Linked DNA regions of Sus scrofa: region 2 is linked to region 1. A link is a contact called in public Hi-C data. All regions are on one chromosome and are shown on one strand. The core of a region is the stretch at or near the end of the contact, and the rest is flanking DNA. Distances in the headings are between cores, read along the strand shown. Region 1 overlaps TNS1 (tensin-1). Region 2 holds the start of TNS1 (tensin-1).

Evidence for each region. A called contact is a pair of places that touch in the nucleus more often than the background predicts.
Region 2: a contact with region 1 is called in a Hi-C map of fetal skeletal muscle, with 2.9 times the contacts expected there. The contact joins the promoter of TNS1 here to the enhancer-like site in region 1. A contact is called at or near these places in 2 of 5 promoter capture datasets (fetal liver and liver), 25 of 47 Hi-C or Micro-C datasets (alveolar macrophages, brain, embryonic fibroblasts and 14 more) and 2 of 2 datasets of contacts at active chromatin or transcription factors (alveolar macrophages and skeletal muscle).

What each region holds. Positions count from the first base shown.
Region 1 is chr15:119,941,232-119,948,810 of Sscrofa11.1, forward strand. TNS1 (tensin-1) reads right to left here. Exons shown (of 36, transcript XM_021075207.1): 36 at 6,902-7,579. Among named protein-coding and RNA genes, the nearest start is that of TNS1, 200 kb to the right of the region's middle. Within about 2 kb of position 4,925, at least 7 of the 83 cell types and tissues checked have an H3K27ac peak or open chromatin away from gene starts, as enhancers often do. A contact at or near this core is called in fetal skeletal muscle and skeletal muscle, where this site is marked.
Region 2 is chr15:120,139,882-120,147,460 of Sscrofa11.1, forward strand. TNS1 (tensin-1) reads right to left here and starts at 3,916. Exons shown (of 36, transcript XM_021075207.1): 1 at 3,802-3,916.

The sequences.
Region 1 (7,579 bases), core at 3,675-6,174:
CAGGAGAAGGGCGTGCCCTTCATTTCCTCTTTTCTGGCTTTCCACTAGCTGGAATGCAGTTGCAATGGCAGGAGCTGGAGCAACCACCATGGACCGTGTATTGAGGATGGCAGAGCAACGAAACTGAAGAACCTGGGATTCTGAACAACTTCATGGAAAAAGCTATAATACACCCAGAGTCTTTACTTGAAAGAGAAATAAACTTCTAACACAATTAAGTGTCATTTGAAATCTCTATTACAGAAGCTGAACCAAAATTCTACATGATACAAAACTCAAGAAATCTTAAATCCATTTATGTAGACTTTTCCAGCTATGAGATCTTGAGCAAACTACTTAATCTAAGCTTTCCTCAGCTGTATTTCCCAGGGTCATTTTAAAACAAATAAATGAGATAACATTGAATACGACACCTAATACAGTATCTAACATATAGTTGGAGTTCAACAGACGTGGAACCAGACAGCCCATTTGCAAAATGTCAACCTGATCCCACCACCCCCTTGATTAAGAATCTTCAAAAGCCTCCGCTGCTTTGACAACAAACACCAAATGCTTCACATGACAGAATAAGTCTTGCCTAAATCACCTCTCTAGCCCAACTTCCCCCTTCCCCAGTTCAAGGGCTACACTGATCTTGCCTTTAGCTCATTTCTTTCACAGACACTGATGGAGGGCTTCCCACCTGCCAGACACTGTGCTGGGGCTTCAGATACAGACCTGGGTCTTTGCTCTTAGGGACTTTAGAGTCTAGTGGTGGAGGTGGGGGGGAATATTAAATACATAAATAATAAACCTTGCTAATTTGAGCATGTGCTGCTGGCCAGATGCTGTTTCCAACACCTGTTTTTACAGGTAGAGACTCCCCGTTCTCAGCACAACCCCCTGAGTTAGTGGCCAGTATTCCATCCCCCATGTACAGATGTGCAAACGGAAGAGTAACAAAGTCAAGCAACAAGTTCAAGGTCATGCAGCTCATAGGGATGGAGCTAGAATTTGAACCCAGGCAGTCTGGCACCACGACCCGTGCACGTAACCACTTTTCTACTTGGCTTTCAAAGGAGTATCAAGTGACAGTGTCAAAAGTGCTACCCAGGGGGTTCAGACCCACAAGGCCCTCCTGACTCTGGACCTTGGCACATGTTCTTGATCTGAAACACCCTTCCCCGTCTTGACCCAAACCCACTCCTGTTCACCCTCTGGACCTTTACATCCAGAAAGTGTCACTGCCTGAGGAACACCTACTCTGCTCTCCCCAGACCATCCAGATCTGTTCACAAACTCTTGCTGCACAATGTACCTTTCCTCCAGGGCACTGATCGCATTGTGGTGAGAAATTTGCTGATTCTTTATAGGTCCCCCCCGCCCCCAGCTCTCCCTTCCCTAGTCCGGTTGGCCCAGGATGCTGCAAGAGAAACACCCCAGGGCTGCTCAGCACCTCACAGAATAGATGCTCAGTAAAGATCTGGTGACTTAATGAAGGGATGCATTGGTTGACTTACCCAAAGTAGCCCTGAGGTCTCCATGGTTTTCTTCATCACTCCCAGTGGTCTCCTGCCCTCTTCAAGGACCTCTGCCCCACACACTCCCTCCCGATCTCCCCAACCAGCTGGAGTCCCCTGAGGGAGGGGTCCATAGCTGCCAGGTCAGATGCTGCTCATGTGGGGGAGGGGGGCGGGGGCTGGTGACCTGAACAGGCAGCCCCTGGTTGCCCAGGACCCCATCCTGGAATGTGAGGTTTCCCCAGGACCAAGCCAGGAGTCTAAGAATGGAGCAGAGGCTGAGAAAGGGGGCCCCAAACCCGGACATCCTGTCTCGATGGCCAGAGATGATCTTTAAACCCCATAAAAGTGGGAGCCGTGGAGGCGGCTGTACCACCATCCCCACACGCTGTGGTCTGGAGTCAGGAGCCGGCGAGATCAATATCGTACAGGAGGCTTTCAGCTACAATTCCTCTCTGCTGCCAAGTCTCCCCAGAGGCCTGAGGAAACGGTGGGGAGGAGGCAGAGGCACAAGAAAAGGAAAGGAAATGCATATTCCTTAAGGGCCAACAACGCTGTCATGGAGAAGGCCACGTGGTCTCAATCCTCACACCAGCCCTCCGGGTAGGTGTTAGCCCATTTTCCAGATGAGGAAACTTGGGCCCAGAGGGAGAGAAAAAAAAAACTTTCCCGAGGTCTCCGCAAAGCCAGAACCAAACGCAGCAGAGCCGGCTCTGAGGCCAGCAGGCTCTGAGGCAGGACCCCTCGGAGGAGTCTTAACTGGGGGGGCAAGCCCCGCCAAGTGTGCACTCCCAGATCAGGCCGGCAGAGGGCGCCCTCCTAGGCTGAGCCGGCCGCCCCGCCCAGGATGGAGGCTGGGCGGGGCCTTCTGTAGTTCACGCCCCAACAGACACAGGGACTCCTCCCAAAGCATCCCTTTCGTTTACCAGCAGCCCTTTTCTCCTCTGAACTCCCCAGGGCCCTCCTTATGACACTGCGACGCCCCGAGAGTGTTGTCTTCTCCAAAAGAAGCCATGACACTTTCGGCACAAGCATCCCATCCCCCCGACGCCTGCTCTTCTCGGAGCTGAGCGCCCCTGCTCCCGGGCCCTTCAGGCTCCTGCAGGTTTCAGACACTGGCCAGCCTCCACCGACTGCAGCTTTCTCACGTGCTCAGGCAGAGTGCACCAGGCAGCGTGCACCGGGCCTCCCAGTGGTTCTGACTGGCAGAACTCACGGGGTGCTCCCTCCCTCCTCTGATTGTGCCGCTCTGCTAATTAATTAGCCCAGCCCGGGGTAGAGGTGGGGGGTGTCGGCTCACTGTGGGAGCAGCCCTGACCGGTTGCTGGCCTGGTACCCCAGGAACATCCACCAGAATGTCTGCAGGACGGAAGACGGAATGGAGATGCCAATGTGGGTACTCAACAGAGCCCAAGGAGCCAGATCTCCTGTGTGTGTGTGTGTGTGTGTGTGTGTGTGTGTGTGTGTTCCTATACCTACTGTATTTTTAGAAGCATCTATATCCTTTCCATATTTTGAACTGCTTAGAAACTGCTGAGACTAATAGTCATTTTCACCAACTAATGAGGAAAAGCCATTTCTTTAAAAGGGGAAGGCAGGCTTTGCTCTAAGATCCTTGAGAAGGAATTCCAGAGCCCCTGGATTTAGATTTTCCAAGCCCTTCCCTTCCCACCATTGTCTGCCTATAGGCCCTAGAGGCCATGTTCCCTTAGGGTGACTGGGGTAGAGTCAGCCCTGGGTTCAAGAAGAGACATTCGGCCAGCCTCCTCCCACCTGCAGAGGAAGGAACATGGAGAAGGACTGTCCTTGGGGACTTGTCCCCCTCTGCTCTCCTCCCTACCCATCTCTAGTGCAGATACACCTGCCACGGAAGAGTGCATTTAGGGAGAGGTTCTGTGCCCTAACTGCCTGTAGAATTCCTGGGGAGAGAAGAAAAAAATCCCAGCCCCCCAGCGGGACCTCCGACAGAGTCACGGGGAACCTCTGGGTGGGACTCAAGCTTTGGTACTCTCAGCCAAGTCTGAGACTGACTCCTCACCTCTGGCCCCAGCCTCATCTCTCTGCCCCTCCACCTTCACCTCATGTTCCTGCCTCTTCCCAGGTCAGACTCTGCTCACACCCTGCACATCTGCTGCAACTGGAGTTCCAGTTCAGCAGGGTCAGGCCTCATCCCGCCTGGCCCCAGTCTCTGCGAAGGCTCCAGAACCCTGTCAGCAGGACGGGCCTTGAGGTGAGGCCTGTGGCCGCTCATCTCCAGTAGGGACCCAGACAAGAGTGCTGCAGTCTTGACCTTCCCAGGGGTGCTGAGGCAAGTCCAGGCTCAGCATCTCGGGCCCAGGGTCAAGTGCAGCTGTGTGATACCCACCCAGTCTGCTCGGACTTCAGCACCCGTGCAGGCTTCCTGAGGTTCTTGTTAAAGCACAGGTTCTGATCTGCTCTGAGATGGGACCAGAGGGTCTGCCTTCCTAATAATCCCCAGGGGATGCTGATGCTGGCAGTGCCTGGACCACACTTTTTTACAGGAAATGAAAATGTCCTTGGAGTTCTCGTTGTGGCTCAGTGGTAATGAACCTGACTAGTATCCATGAGGACATGGGTTCAGTCCCTGGCTCCAGTCAGTGGGTTAAGGATCTGGCATTGCCGTGAGCTGTGGTGCAGGTCGCAGACTGAGCTCCCATCCCAAGGTGCTGTGGCTGTGATATAGGCCAGCAGCTACAGCTCTGATTCAACCCCTAGCCTGGGAACTTTGATATGCCTCAGATGCAGTGTTAAAAACAAACAAACAAAAAAAAAACACACCTTATTCAGTATAATAAGGTAAGTGGTGAGCACTCACTTCCTCACCGGCTTCCGCTGCAGCCCTAGCCCATTCTCCCGTCCTAAGGGCACTGGGAGCACAGCTGGCCCCCACCCTGCCTCACTGTGCAGTCCCCTGGAAGACAGGCTAGATCAGCCCCACACACAGGTCCTAGCCTGGCTCTCCTCCCCTGCACCATGACCAGCCTGAGGTGTTCACCTGACTGCACAGCTAGGGGGCATCGAAGGTGCCCTACCCCATCACACAGCCAGAGCCCTGGGCCACCCAGGGGAAACCAGCACCACTGCCCAGCCCTTGACCTCCTGACTAAAGCTGTCGGTTTGCTCTCCTGTCTGCCCATCCCTCATCAGAGTCTGTCTTTCCCTTCTGTGGCACAGCCAGGGAGCAGAGCGAGAGGCGTGAGCTGGGAAGGGCGTGGACTGAGAAGTCAGCTCAGCCTATGCTCGTAGCCTGGCTCTGCCACTTAGCAGCTTTGTGATTTCCAGCAATCTCTGAACTCCTTTGAACCTCAGTTGCCTTCTCCGTAAAATGAAGACAAGGACAGCGCCCTTATCTCTCCGGGTAAGTGGCTTGAGAAAATACACGTATGTGCTCAGCGCCATCCCTGGCACTTAGAGGGTGTGAGGAATGCCAGCTGTCACCAGTAGTGACAAGCACCAGCTCTGCCACTTAGAAGCTAAATGACCTCTTGCGGCCTCAGTTTCCTTGTTTGTCACTTGGCATGGTAACAACATCTGCCTCGTGGGTTCATTAGGAACATTAGACAGGATGAAGCCTGGCACACAGAGGGGGTGCGATGGGTGTTAATCCTCTATCACAGGCGGGGTGTTTCTGCTCCCTGTGTCCTGGTCCCTTAGAGCGGCAGTTTTCAAAGCACAGACCGGGACCCCAGCGATCCCTGAGACCCTTTCAGAGGTTGTGTGAAGTCAAAACTTATCAAACCTAATTTCTTCATAATACTAACCTGTTATTTGCCTTTTTCACCCTCATTTTCCCACGAGTGTGTGGTGGGGTCTTCCAGAGGCACACGTGTGATATCACAACACAGTGAGTGCAGGAGCACATAGGAGAACCCAGCTGGCTTCTGTTAAGCCAGGCATGAAGGAAGCTTTTCAAAAATGCAAAACGGTGTTACCCTTCTCACCTGATCTTTTTTATTTTAGAAAATATCATTTTTCATAAAAGCATTAACATGTGGTGAGTTTAATAGTGCTGGGGAAGTGAATTGATACACACTTTTGAAATGTTCTGGTTTAATTTATAATATGGTGAGTATGGAAAGTAGAAACCATATGAATAAAAGCTCTTTGGGGTCCTCAATAACTTTTAAGAACGTTGGAGTTCCCGCTGTGGCTCAGCGATAACAAATCCAGCTAGTATCCATAAGGATGCGAGTTCAATCCCTGGCCTGGCTCAGTGGCTTAAGGATCTGGCGTTGCCGTGAGCTGTGGTCTAAGTCATAGACATGGCTTGGATCTGGCACTGCTGTGGCTGTGGTGTAGGCTGTCAGCTGCAGTTCTGATTCAACCCCTAGCCTGGGAACTTCTCTATGCTGTGGATGTGGCCCTGAAAGGCCAACAAAAAAAAAAAAAAAAAGGAAGGAAGGAAAACCGAATGTAAAGGAGTCCTGGGACCAAACAGTTGGAGGAGCTGCCCTCGGTACTCACTATGCTGGCCCCATGGGGGTCTCAGCACACGCTCACCATATCAGCTCATCGGAGCTCAAAACAACTCGATGGGGAACCGCAGCTGTGGCATGTGTTTATTTGCCATCTCCCCAGGAACCCTGCACTGCGCTAGGTGTGCCTCATCTCAAACTTCCTGAATTGCAAGGAATCCACCCAGGACCACTGGGCCCGGGGTCCAAGTGAGATGCCCACGGGCCATCCGATGGGCAGTCATGGGTTCTGCCTGGCAGCCTCTCTTCCCCCTGCCTCTGAGAAACCCCAGCTCATCAGGGACCAGCTACCGCCCCATTCTCCATCTCTGTGGTTCAGAAGGCTCCAGAAGCCATCACGTGACCCAGATCTAGATGGAACCCTTGGTTCCGAATTAGTCACAGGACCCAAGCAGGGTCTATCAGAGCCCATGAGCATTTGTCCCAGGTCTTTGTTGACAACACTGGGGAGAAAAAAAAAAAAAAGGAGCTTTTTAGTGGTAGGAAGAGAGCCTGAGGCCTCGAGGGGCCATATTCTGGAGCATCCGGTGGTACCGCCACTGGGAGAGAGTCTGCCTGAGAACTCAGCCAACTCAGAACCAGGTAATAGAGCCAAATTCCTGATTCTGCCATTTGAGCTCTTGGATCCAGCTGTGCTTGGACTTCTTGGTCACATGTCCCACTCGATTCCTTTTTCTCCTCCCCCCACCCCATTAAACCATGTTGAGTTGAGTTTCTTTTCTAGCTAAAAGAATCCAGATGAAAAACTCATCGTAAGCAGACCCACGACCTGGATGGTAGGTAGGCAAGCGGCTGGGAGGATTTGGGGAAGCCCACCACGCACCCAGAGCCTGGCCGAGGCCCCTTCCGCCCACTGGAGAGCTGACAGTCCCCCTTTCCAAACAACACAGCTACATAATGGCACTGATTTTTCTTTCACTTTATCATGTATAAAGCCATACGATGGATCGCAAAGAAACGAAGCAGCTGTACAGGAGCGGGACAGCCTCAGTGTACAATACATTCATATCCAGTAAGTAGCATACATTAGGGTTTATACAAGGTGGCAGAGTTCTAGGCACGATGATAACAAAATAGAAAGTATATTTCCATCTGTATAAATACACAGCCAGAGGTTGGGGAGGATGCTAGGTTATTCTGTTTCTCCTGCCGAGGGCCTGGAGGTGGGGGGAGGGGGGGGAAGGAATTTCTTACATCTGTTTTGAAGGACATGTGGGAGAGGAGAGAAGTGGGGAAACACAGCACGCGTGCACAGATGGGCTCTCTTGCACGTGTGGACACACAGGAGAGCCTCAAACCCTTGCACACTGATTAGAAACAAAAGTGGCCTAGCCTGCTCCGGTCAGCTCGCCGCTGCGAAGAGCCCCGGTGTGGGAAGTGAACAGAGAGGTCCTCCAACCTTTGGGACATCTGAGGACAGAGGAGTGCCACCTGGTGTGGCCCATCCCCGCCATCCATCGCCAGCACTGAGATTCTCCCCCAACCGGGGCCCTAGAGGCCTCGCCTCCGGATTCCTTTCTCTACTGGGTGCTAGTGAACTTGACATCCATCACCCACCACCTCTGACCCAACTCCCAAATT
Region 2 (7,579 bases), core at 2,666-5,165, 200 kb after region 1:
GACCCCACCTTTCAGGCTGACCAGAGACAATGGGAAGGGGAGGACTCTAAGTCTGGGCCCCAATCCAAGCCCAGATGGCAGCCCTGGGGCTCTTGAGCTGGCATTCTGGTCTCTTTCCTTGGGTTTCAGGATGGCAGGAGGCTAGGGCCCTTGGACAAGGCCCTAGACTTCCTAGTGCACTGCCCCTAGGGACCTGTGGGATACCTACAGTTTGATCTGAGAAACTCCTACACATCCCTCAAAACCCAGTCTATATATGAATTCCCTATTAAAGCCTGACAGGAAAAATCTCAGCTGCGTCAGAGACAGCCTTTCACACACACCTCTGGGTCAGCTTTGCCACCAGGCTCTGGGATTGTCTAATGGCATGTCTGTCTTCTAGGTCAGGGGCTGGGTCTCAGCAACAGTTCCGGGCACAGCCTATAGCCCAGAGGGGCTTCATAGATGTGTGCATGTGTGCATGCAGGGTGGGCTGGCAGCCTGCACTGGCAGAGTTATCCAGACTCTACAGACACCAACAGGGAATTCTTCAGGCCCTCCCATGGTCTGGGCCTCAGTGGACATACTCGGTCCAACCCTTGATCTATAGATGAGGAAACTGAGGCCCAAGCAGTGAAGTAATTTATCGGAGGTCACCTGGCCTGTGAGTAGCAGGGCTGGAAACACAGGCCTGGCCCCCAGGCCTCTTCTCTGCCCACTGTCTCATCCATCTGTCTCCCCACAGGGAGCCTTAGTCCTGACACTCATGCTCATTTCACAGCCACCCACAGAAGCTCGGTGCTCCTCAGAATCAGCCCCTGAGAGAGAGGACAGCTTTATCGTTAACCCCGCGGTACACAGGAGTTAGCGCAGTAGAAGACTGGCCATGGTTCCACGGCCACCTCTTTGCCTGTGCATCTGTCATGCTTAAGCCCGCGTGTCCACCCACCTTAGCTTTTTGTCTGCTTCATTCTCCCTTGAGTCTCCCAGAACCGGGACTAGATCCCAGGGACCTTGACTCCCTCCCCACCCCATCTCCCACCCCACCCCTTCAGCCATCGTCCATTAAACAGTGAAATGCAGGGGGGTGGGGGCTGGGGAGCAGGGCAGCCAATGGGAACCAGACAAATGCCCCAGTCTCTCTAGATCTGGGAAGGTGTCCTCACTGCCCTTGCCTGCAGCGAAAGTTCCCTCAACTTTGCAAGCCTCATGGAGGCAGTGAATGCAAGGCCTTGACCTTCGACCCAGAACCCCGAGCCACGAATCCAGAGGGTCACCATGCTGCAGCCCAAGATTGGAAGACTGGAAGAGGACCCAGAGAACACGGCAAACCCTTTGGGTTGGGCTTGGCCAATGTGCCTCCTCAGCCAGCGAACAATCTGCACAACCATATCTGGTGGCCCTGGATGGATGGAGGATGGATGGATAGATGGGTGGATGGAGGGAGGGAGGCAGAGAGTCTGTTCATCTCAAGCCATCACAACCTCCTGGTTCCAGAGCACAGAGAGCTGTCCCTCTCCTGCATCTCCTGCCAATAAGCCCAGTGACCTCAACCCTGCCCCCAGGCCTGGTGGCCCCACACCTCTTGCTGGGGGTATCCTTGCGGCCTGTCAAAATGGGAACTTTCCATCTTCCCTTGCAGGGCTGGGGGCCCCTGTCCTTCCATGGCCCAGACCTGACAGCTGATGGTGTTTTGGAGAGTGGTCCTGGCCTTCTTCCCTCTTCCCACTAACTCACCTGGAGCTGCCAAACCAGCCTGGCTGCCCACTGGCCATCCGGCCTCCACTCTGGTTCACACCAGCAGGGCCAGGCTCTGAACCAGGTGAGACCAGAGCCATCTCTGCTCACTTTGGGAGCCTTCTATTCATATAGAGTCAAATCTCTTCCTCAACCTGGGTCCTCAAGCCAGATCATCTGGGGAACCCAGGACCATAGGCTGTCACAAAATGTGTGGCCAGAGATGTCCAAGGTTACCCAGTGAGTGTGCTATGATTTTTTCTACCCTCAGCCCTGTGCTGCCTCCTGACGGAGAAGCACTGGGGGGTCACTGGGCTGAGGGAAGGAACTGCGGGAGGGGTCAGGTTCAAGGGATAGGGTGGGATGGAGGCAGTGAGGCAAGCAAAATGCAAAACCCCGCCCCAGGCAGTGCCTCCCTGGCTTCTCCGTAAACCACCACCCATCCCAGCCAGACCTCTTGGGAGGAGGGTGTCACCATGTGGCTACTTTTGGTATTGCAAAAAGTTCATGTTTTTTTTTTTCCTCTAAACTCCGTGTCAGAGCCCTGCAGTTAAGGACCACAAACTTCTGCCCTCAGCCCACAGCAGGCCTTGCCTGGAATGTCCCCCACAAATACACACCCACACACTCACACACTTCCATCCACCCATTCCAACCTCCAATACCAGCTGAAACTCCCCATCTAAGAAGCCCTCCCTCCCCCAGAGAACACGCATTGGAAACCCCACCCCCCACCCAGCCGGCTGTGTGCCTTGGCAAGAGACTTAACTAGTCTGAGCCTCAGTTTCCTCATCCGTAAAACAAGGATGACATCAGCGCCCCCCAGATGCTGAGAGCACTGCATGAGAGTGAGTGTGAGGGCTTTAATACGAAGTGCTTTAATCATCGATCCCTGGGCTCTGATGCCCATTTTCCCTGCCCCGCCAGGACCTGTGCTCAGAGGGAAGGAAGAGAAGAGAATCCAGGTGGGAGAAGCACGTGAGCAAAGCTCCAGGCAAGAGTGGGCCCTTTGGCATGTTTGGTATACTTGGCATATTGGGAAGTACGAAAGGTTTCACCATGGGCTTGGGGCCAGGGGGATGGGTCCAAGAGGCGGCAAGAGGTGGATCCACGCGCCTGTGCAGCCACAGGAAGGAGTCTGTGCTTTGTCTTGAGTGTGTGTTGGGAGGGATCCAAGGCTCTACCCAGGGAACTGACACCAAGGCCCCCCAGAAGCTGATATGGAGATAGACCGAGAGGGCGGGTCAGGATGCGAGAGGCAGTACAGGTGAGAGATGTACAGGTAAGACAGGTACAGGTGAGGCATGTACAGGTGAGAGATGCATTGGCTGCAGAGAAGCTGTAGGGGTGGGGAGGGAGCTGGCAATAACAGGAGGAGGGGTGAGAGAGAGGGGGAGGCATCTGGCTGGTGGGGCAACTGATTGGGTGGTGGGGTCGGTCCCTGAGACTGGGCACAGAGGCCTCCTGCTGATTTCACTGTATGACCTGGGCCAAGATACCAACTCCTCCGGCCACAGGGACAGCCAAGCCCAGGCCATTCCAGGAGCACATGAGAAGCGTGATTGCAAAAGCCTGGCAGCCAGCAGGCCCTCCCCTGGGGCTGAATGGGGGCCCCTTAAACACCCCCTAAGCTGCCACAAGGGGAGGACTGTGGCTTGGCATCTTTGAAGTACTCCCAGTGCCAGGCACATGCCACCCACACACCTCCCACATGCCCTCCACGTACCAACCACACACCATCCACAGGCCAACCACAGCCCCTCACACACAAGCCACACTAACCACACACCTTCCACCTGCTGCCACATACCATCCACACGCCTGCCCCATGCCATTCACATGCCATCTGTGTACTATCTCCGTGCTCTCTTCATGTCATCTACACATAAGCTACAAGCCATTTCCAAGCCACCCATCACCTGCCACGTGCTATCCATTCATACCCACACGCTCAGCATCCCCTCCCAGATGAGCACCAGGCACCAAGTAGGACCCCGGGGACAGTCCAACCTGGGGCCCAGACCATCTCAAGACCGTGAAGACGCACCCCCTCCCCCATCCCCCGGGGCCCAAGCACCTACTCACCTTTGCAGGTGCAGCCCTCCCGGGTGATGACCTGTCGACAGATCCCACAGGGTTTCACCTTCTTGAAGGTCTTCACTTTGAAGTGGTGAGTCTTGGGGGCCTCCAGATCCTCTGGCTGTGGGAGGAGAGCACAGTAGTCAGGCCAGGGCAGAGGGCCGGGCTCCCGGGGAAAGGACCAGGGGGCCAAGGGAGATACGGGCAAGCACTGCGGGAAAGGAGAAGCCAGAGCCCCTTCCGCTGTGAAAGGCCCTGAGCCCACTTCTGGGAGAGGTGACCAGGGAAATGACCACGGCGGGTCAGACAACAACGGGAACCCAACATCTCGGACCGCAGGCCCTTCTGGGGTGTCTTTTTTATATTTATTTATTTTCTTTTTAGGGCTGCACCCTTGGCACATGGAAGTTCCCAGGCTAGGGCTCCAATCAGAGCTACAGCTGCCAGCCTACACTGCAGCCACAGCATCATTAGATCTGAGCCACAGCTCATGGCAACACCAGATCCTTAACCCACTGAGTGAGGCCAGGGATTGAACCTGCATCCTCACATATACTAGTTAGGTTCTTAACCACTGAGCCACAATGGGAACTCCCTAGATATGCTTTTTAAAACCGCCCCCACACACATGGGATGAGAGGCCAGCTGCAGTGCAGGCCTTCCCTGCATCTGGCTTGCCTCAAGTTCTCCATCAGCTGCCACCCACTGCTACCACAGGCTTCAGCTTCGCCCCCACAGACAGTGCAAGGTTGGGCCCCACATCCGTTGCAACCACACTTGGGAACACACCCTAAAGCCACAAAGTCCTGCAGCCATGCTGCTTAGGATCACTCTCCTCCCCCCCCCCCGACAGCCCCCAGCCCAGGCGCAAAAGCTCTTCCTGTTGCCTCTCCAGGAAGTCACTTATGTGGTGGGGGGCAGGGGGACGCACAGGTACCATTTCTCCCCAAGGCACCAACCTCCCCCTGGAGTCTAACCTGATTCAACAACAGGGGCCAGCAGAACACAGACATTGGCGCTTCCCTCCAGCCCCCCACCCCCCAAGGTACAGAGGTTTCTGATGCCCTCTGTGCATAGACGGACCTGTCCCGACACAATGCAGACCCCGCCGTTCTAGGCAGAGGGGTCTCCTGCAAGTCCTCCCACCTTGCACCCTGCTCCCAGTCTCCCAGCTCTACATGTTCAGAAGATGGGAGGCAGCGTCCCACAAACCCAGCATGTCCAGGTTTCCCAGCTAAAGACCCCATAGTGGTGAGTCCTGGGCAAGAGAGACTGAGCCAAGAGAGACACAAGGAGAAAAACAGGCAGAAGGAAAGAGACAGAAAGCCAGCAAGACAGAGAGGCAAAGAGATAGGCAGAAAGACGGTGTCAGAGACAGAGAGACAAGAGTGAGAAAGACAAAATGTAACAGAGAAAAGCAGTGGCCAGACAAAGAGGACAAAAGAAGATAAAGGCAGAGACAAAGACAGAGACGACCAAGCACAAGAGAGGATGAGAGAGATTAGATAGAAACGCACAGAGACTATAAAGGGAACCAGAAAATCAAAGGGGGACAGACAGACAAAAGGACACAGGAGCCAGCTGGAAGGGGCCCCTCAGGTCTGGGAAGATCTGAGCATCAAAATACCTAATGACAGTAATGGCTTGAATGAGCCCATACTGATGATTCGAAATAAGTGAATACATTGAAATGTGATGACGATGGGGGTATTTACGAGTCTCGAATCGCCTCCCTACATCATGCTTATAAATCACAAAGGGGGAAAAAGTCACTTTTCCTGGCAGATTCAGCTTAATCAAATGATCAAAGTAACGTCACCAGTAATGGGAGGAATGGAGATCCCGCGCTATGGGTGGAGGAGGGGGGCGGACTGAGAATGGGGCATCGCTTTTGCGATTCTCCTGCCAAAGAGACACAAGCTGAATCTAATCATGAGGAAACATCAGACCAACCCCAGTGGAGGGACAGTCTACCAACTAAATGGCTTTATATAATCTTCCAAAGTGACAAGGTCACAGAAGTCAGGGAAAGGCTGAGGAAATTTCCAGAATGAAGGACACCAAAGAGACATGACAACCACATGCCTCAGCTGATTCTGAACTGGATTCTTTCCATGCCCCTAAAGGACGTCACTGGGACAACTGGCCAAACTTTGGTGGGGTCTGAGGATGAGAAGGTAGTCACGCATCAGTGTCAATTGCCTGACCTGCTGGGTTAGGTAGGAAATGTTCTTGCAGGAAAATAGGAAAGTATTTCGGGGTGGTAGGGCAATGTTCAGCAACTTACTCTCAGAGCTCGGGGGGGGGGGGGAAGTCCTTTGCACTGCATTTGCAACTTTTCTGAAGTTTTGGTTTGTCTCCAAATTCAGAGAGATAAAGCCCAGAGCAGAGAGGGGTGGAGCGAGGAGAGGGGTGCAGGAGCTCAGCAGCGCCCTCTGGTGGCTTGTCCAGGCAGCAGGGCCCAGGTTCCCGGATTCCAGAGATTTCCTTCTTAGAGCAATGCTTCCAGCTTCAGCTGGGGTTGGGATGAGGGTGGGGACCCGGAACTACCCAGTTCTAGACTTGATTCTGTGTCCCCCATCCCACAAGGAGGTCCCCTCCACTCTGGGGACTCACCTCCCCCGTTTCCCCGTCTCAGTCCCTGGCTGGAGCCTTCTGAATGATCTCTGTCACAGACATTGCCAGAGTGGGGACGCAGCACCACGTCAGCTTCAGTATCCCAGCCTAGGATGGGAGGACGAGCCGGGAGGGGACTTGGGGTTGAATTTTTAAGGCAGGAAGCCTTAAAGCCCAATTATCTCGGGCCAACCCTGTGCTGCAAAGCCTGCCTCTCCTATCCCACTACGTCGGCAGAGCTTGCCATTCCAGCTTATGCTCTTCTCTGCCTACACCCCACATCCAGCCCTTCTCCCAAAGCCTAGGGAAAGAGGCCTCCTTACAGCATTGCTGGCCATGGAATCTCCCCAGAGAGGGTCCAGGCTGTCCAACAAACAGACAGGCAGTGGGCGGAGACTTCCTGGATGCCAAGCAAACACCTAGGCCTCACCGCTGGGCCCTGGGCTTGCCTGCCCTGCCTGGCCACCCCCATCAAGTCAACTTTACAAAACCTCCCCCCCCCGCCCCCCGCATGGGCTTGGACAACAGAACAGGGTTCAGACACCTCCTCTGGCCTCGATCACAGCCCCTGGGTGATGGCCCAGCGCACTCCTGCCCCTCCCCCACTCTGTCCTGGCCCTCTGGCTCAGGGAGCACTGGGATAGGAGTCTAGAGACCAGCTTTCTAGGATGGTAGCCTTGAGAACATTAGTGGGCTTCTTTGGGCCTCAGTCCCCAGATGGAAATAGGGGTTTGGACAAGACCGTCTGTGTGTACCCAGTGCAGGGGAAATAATGGGCCACTTTGAGATGAAGGGACTGTAGGATCTGGGGTGGGACATGCTGATGGTTACAGAGAGACGGATGTCTCATGAAACATCACTCCTGCATAAGAGGCGAGAGAACCCCAGTGGGAGCCAGGAGACCAGCTGGGCCACGCCCAGGCAAGTGACTCCAGATTGTGACCTTGACTCTGCCAACCTTGGCTTCCCGGCTCCACTCTGGGATGGCTGGTAATCTTGTTGAAAGCATCACTGGAGTTCCCGTTGTGGCTCAGCAGGTAATGAACCCGAATAGCATCCATGAGGATGTGGGTTCGATCCCTAGCCTCGCTCAGTGGGTTAAGGACCCAGTGTTGCTGTGAGCTATGGTGTACGTCACACACAGCTTGGCTGGGATCTGGTGTTGCTG